2 separate regions of the Sus scrofa genome follow, and region 1 is linked to region 2. The links are chromatin contacts, called in public Hi-C maps. All regions are on one chromosome and are shown on one strand. Each heading gives the region's core, a stretch centred on a gene start, on an enhancer-like site or on the middle of the called end of the contact. The rest is flanking DNA. Distances are from core to core; before and after follow the strand shown.

Region 1 (2,700 bases), core at 177-2,676, 220 kb before region 2:
AGAGTGATAAAAAAATGGTTGGCGGAGCCACCCAGGGAAACGGAGGCAGGAGGAATGGAAACAGGGATTTGGGTGGATGAGCTTTGAAGAGAGACGGGGACGCCCTTCTCTAGAAGACCGCCTTCCCGGAATAACCTCACGCCCGGAACCCTTGCCAATCTGGCTCCCATTTTAAACATCCGCATTTCACCCATCAGTCTCAGTTGCAGCTAACCGTACCCCCCTGGCCCCTCACTCTTAAGAAGGACAGCCCAGGAGTTCCCATCATGGCGCAGTGGAAACGAATCCGACTAGGAACCATGAGGTTGCAGGTTCGATCCCTGGCCTCGCTCAGTGGGTTAGGGATCTGGCCTTGCCGTGAGCTGGGGTGTAGGCTGTGGACACGGCTCAGATCTGATGTGGCTGTGGCTGTGGTATAGGCTGGCAGCTGTAGCTAAGATTTGACCCCTAGCCTGGGAACCTCCATATGCTGCGGGTGCAGCCCTAAAAAAAAAAAGAAAAAAAAGAAAGATAGCCCATTATCTTGTTAACAAATAGCATTAGTGTACTACATTGATTGTATTAATATTAACCGATATTATTAGTATTAATCAATCCAGGTATGAAATATATACTTAGATTTTCCTCTTCTTTCTAGTGATTTTCAACATTAAATTTTAACTTTTTTGCTTTGATCGAAGCATTTCCATTCCATCACTTCTCATCTCAAAAGCAAACAAAGGTGAGACGGGAAGGGTGACTTTCTTCATACACATAAATAAAGCACCAGGATTTAATTTTGAAGCGTGCTCGTTTGTTTTTCTTACTTTCATACGAAAATTCAAGGCTTCTCATGATTCATCAGCTAAACCTACAAAATCCTGTCTTCTGCTTCTAACAGAGAAAAAACAAAGCAAAACAGTTTCCACAGCCAAAGAAATGAGACCAGCACAAGTTCACATGTTTATGTATGATGTAAAGATCAAAATCGCTGCTCAAACTAGTCAACACGGTACCTAATGTGAGTTTGCTGCTGAAAGCAGCAGTCGGATCCCAGACTATCCTACGCTCCTTTGAAGAGCGTGGCACTCCTATCTGCCTGGCACTTGCTGAATTTGACGGCATTCAGTAAGTTTTAAGCAGTTAGATAACAAGTGCTGGTCTTTCAGCTGACCCTCAAAATACAGCAGATGAGAAATAAAAACAAGGAAATTAAATACTTGTATAGAAAACTTTCTTTCAGGGCTAAGATCAGTTTTTAAGGAAGTGCTTCATTTCAGTGTACTTACAGTTAAGAAAGAGGTTCTGGGCAGGCTGTGTCTTGTGGCTCGAGAGAGATTCTCACTAGAAGTGCAAGATGCTGGAGAGAGAGAAGCCAGCATACTTTCATCGCAGCCTGTAATGCAAAGGACAGATTCAGAGGTTTTTATTGGCCAGTGCAATCCAGGCAAAGAGTTTGCAAGATAGTTTCGTTTTATCTTGAAAACGAAAGTAGTTCTTGCCAAAAAGTTCTGTATTCCTTCCCTACCGGGCCGAGTACACTCATGTGTCTTTTTAGGGGGAAATTTTTTTTGACTCGTTAGAAAATCTGATTGGTTTTACACGCCAGGCAGAGCTTTTACCAATTTTTAAAATTCCCTTTTTCTCTGTAATACTGTCAATACCTATGATTTAGTGTGTATTTATTGCCTTTTTAACATTGGGGAGCGTGCTGGCGGGGTAGAGGAGAAAACAGGTTGTCTGGAATTCCGTACTAATCAGAGGCTCTTTCTCCTGCTGTCTCTTCGGCCTCCTTTGCATACTCTCCCTGGCACTGATTAAACGCCTGCTGTGTGTGCGGCCCTGCACTAAATGCTGCGCGTGGATTAATTTATTGAGTTGTCCTCACTGTTCCAAGGGGCCGAGGTGATGACCACCAGCTAACTGGCAAGAAGACTGAGGCACAACAGCGGTAGGTGGCTCGAAGGTGGCAGCTGGGAAGTGGCGGAGATGGGACTTGAATCCGTGTATGCTCGGATTGAACTCACGTCCTCAGGGATACTCGTCGGGTTCGTTCCTGCGGAGCCACAACGGGAGATCCTCATGTCAGTTCTTGAACGGGTATCGCCTTAGCCTGCGGATTTCTTTTTCTTTCTAAAAAAAAGTGAGTGGAGTTCCCGTCATGGCGCAGTGGTTAACGAATCCGACTAGGAACCAGGAGGTTGCGGGTTCGGTCCCTGCCCTTGCTCAGTGGGTTAACGATCCGGCGTTGCCGTGAGCTGTGGTGTAGGTTGCAGACGCGGCTCGGATCCTGCGTTGCTGTGGCTCTGGTGTGGGCCGGTGGCTACAGCTCCGATTGGACCCCTAGCCTGGGAACCTCCATATGCCGATGATGTGGCCCTAAAAAGACTAAATAAATAAATAAAAATGAAAATAAAAAATAAAAAAATAAAATGAACATTTCAGATAACCAGAGTAAGATGATCCAAATCTGAAAATTAACCTTGGTGCAATAACATTAGCTGCAGTACAGACATTATTTGACTTTCAATAGTTTGTCTATTTTTTCTTCAAGGATCCAATCGAAGCTTCCACGTCGCATTTAATGGTCATTTCTCTCCTCAGCCTCCTCTGGTTTGGAGAAGTACCTGAATTTTCCCTTGTTTTTCATGACTTTGACCTGTTGGAAGAGTACCTACAGGGAATCAGCTCTTCTCCGAGGGGCCCTGGTTCCCTTCGAGG
Region 2 (2,700 bases), core at 116-2,615:
AGAGATGGATCGCCCAAGTTATTTGAAGAGCTGTGCAAATGTTCAAAGAATAACATCTGTGAAGAAGGTACATCATACAAAAGATCAGCTTCAGGTTCAGTAGCGACATCTTCATGCCCACTCTGGTTCTTTGTGTGCTCCTCTGTTTTTACTCCAGTGAAGTCGCCTACAGTGTTACTGCTGAGGATGCTGTGTTTAATGCTTTCTGAACAAAGATCTTCAGGGGCATGATCTGTAGCATGCTCCTCTTGTTCTGGAATTTGCATATATTTTTGTTCCAGGTCATCAACTTGAGCTAAAAAAGAGTTTTCAGCAAAACTATCATAGTCACCAAACATGTCCTCTTCACTGTCAATATTCTGGAAAGAAAACAAAAGATCTGTGGTCAATTCTAGCTTCATGAATAGGTTTCCGGAGGAGTTCCCATCGTGGCTCAGTGGTTAACGAATCCGATTAGGAACCATGAGGTTGCGGTTTTGATCCCTGGCCTTGCTCAGTGGGTTAAGGATCCAGCATTGCCGTGAGCTGTGGTGTAGGTAAGCAGACTCGGCTCGGATCCCGCGTTGCTGTGGCTCTGGCATAAGCCTGTGGCTACAGCTCCGATTTGACCTCTAGCTCTGATTTGAACCTCCATATGCCGTGGGAGCGGCCAGAGAAATAGTAAAAAGACAAAGAAAAAAAAAAAAAAAAAAGGTTTCGGGAGTTCCTGATATGGCGCAGATGGGTTACCAATCCGACTGCAGCACTCTGGGTGCTGCGGAGGCATGGGTTCCATCCCCAGCCAGGACCACTGGGTTAAAGGATCTGACATTGTCACAACTGCGGCTTTGATTCAGTCCCTGGCCCAGGAACTTCCATATGCCGTGCGTGCAACCATTAAAAAAAAAAAAAGAATAAAAATTTCAGCCAAGGGCTCTCTCAGATACATCGTTACATGGTTATATATGTATCACAGACCAAAATGTAAATCATCCTCTTAAATAGAAACTATCATTCCCATTTTACAAATGAAGAAACGGGGGCGGAGAAAGGTTAAGTGGCATAAACTTGAAAGGCTAGGTTTGCATTTCAGTCATGCCACATGCATTTCAGCATGCCACACTTGCTGTGCGTACAACTTGTATGTCTTGAGGTCTATGTTTTATTTACATGTATATATAAAAAACGGGCCAACAGTGCAATACCTCACAAGTGAGATTAACATCGATAACAAAAACGAGGTGAGCACCTGAACGCTGGCAGATAATTGGGCAGCTGGCGTTTGCACCTGGGAATGGATCTGCCAATTTTTGTTTCAAGATCCACGCCCCCTGCAGCTGGTCGCCTACTCTTCCATTGAGCATGCGCACTGGGAGACCTGGTGTCTCCTCATCCCAAGGGTGGGAAATGGAACAAGAAACTCAGAGGAATTTGAGGGGTGATGGGGCTGTACCTCGACTGGCTGCACGTCCACGGTTTTCCGCCGCCGGCTCCCAGCCACCATTTCCTCCTCTTCCTTCTCATCACCGGGCTTAAGCTCGGCTGCGGTGGGGGCGGCCAAAACGCTCTCTGTGCTAAATCGGTTCCTTTTGCGGACAGACACCCGCCGGCGGATACGGGAACCGCCATCATCCATGGCAGGGGCTGAGGGCCCTCCCCGAACGTCGTCTCCAGTGACCCAGCCGCCAAACCCCAGTAGAAGGGTGAGTGCAGCAACAGGGGAAAGGTAGCAGCAGGTGGAAACGGGGCTCGCGTCTCCATCCACCTTTGGGAAAGACCACCAACCAATTATCGGGGCTCTGGAACCGGAAGCGGAGGCACAAGCATAAGAGCCCGCCCTCTCCTTGTCCAATCGTTAACGTCCCCAGCGGGCGGCGCGGAGTCCGGGTGGGAGTGGAGAACGGGAAGATGCTGCGCAGGCGCATCGAAAACTTCAGCTGCTCTTGGTTCTCCGCGTTCGCCTGCGGAACCTTTGAACCGAGTGCTCGGACCCACAGGGGAAGCACACCGGAAGGGGCTGGTCCGGCGCTTTGGAAAACGGAAGAGGAGGGGCAAGGGGCCATGGCGGCTGTGGTGTCTCTTTGCAGCCGGTTGGGGAGGAGAAAGTCGACAGACTTCGTGAATGCTGCTGTCTGCCTTACGGATCCCGGGACTCATGCAGGTAAAGTCTCCACATCCTAGGCTCCTTTGTAGACTTGCAGCCGTTGGCTTAGCCCTGCTTGGGTCGGTGGAGATGACACCGTTCGCTAATGGACGCCGGTGTCTAGGCCTTAGGTTTCTCCAAGGTAAGTGGGAATCTGTCATGGCCTGTCACTAGTTTTTTAAGACTGAAGAGGACGTCCAGTACAACAGTGATGGGGGGGTTCTCAAAAGGAGGCAGGGACATGCTTACGATCTTCGGGTAGAACTTGATAGGAAGCATCTTCACAGTAACCCCGCAGCAAATTCGATATCCGAGGTCCCAAATCAGGGCGAAATTGTGACATGGGCCCTGGAATCTACCATTTATGCACTTTAATCTACTTTGTGCTTCTCTGCCAAAACCTACTCTCTGTAAGGAGTCTGTTTTCATTTTTCCTTTGCATTAAAATCTGTCTCTACTCCATGAGAGAGAGGAAATAAATTTCAGGAAGAGAACAGGTAAGAGATTGTATGGTGGGGATACATACGCCCTTTCCCCAATGCCCCAGAAACCACACAAAGTCCACTCTGCCTCAAATC

Evidence for each region. Hi-C and Micro-C count contacts between places; a contact is called where the count stands out from the background.
Region 1: a contact with region 2 is called in a Hi-C map of embryonic fibroblasts, with 2.1 times the contacts expected there. The contact joins the promoter of PLAC8 here to the promoter of MRPS18C in region 2. A contact is called at or near these places in 2 of 47 Hi-C or Micro-C datasets (embryonic fibroblasts and fetal skeletal muscle) and 2 of 2 datasets of contacts at active chromatin or transcription factors (alveolar macrophages and skeletal muscle).

The regions. Positions count from the first base shown.
Region 1 is chr8:135,249,487-135,252,186 of Sscrofa11.1, reverse strand. PLAC8 (placenta-specific gene 8 protein) reads right to left here and starts at 1,426. Exons shown (of 5, transcript XM_003129352.4): 1 at 1,269-1,426.
Region 2 is chr8:135,025,384-135,028,083 of Sscrofa11.1, reverse strand. MRPS18C (28S ribosomal protein S18c, mitochondrial) reads left to right here and starts at 1,365. Exons shown (of 7, transcript XM_003129356.5): 1 at 1,365-1,682; 2 at 1,977-2,140. The coding sequence starts at 2,041. It overlaps HELQ (helicase POLQ-like), which reads right to left and starts at 1,966. Exons shown (of 17, transcript XM_013989417.2): 1 at 1,433-1,966; 2 at 1-359. The coding sequence starts at 1,615.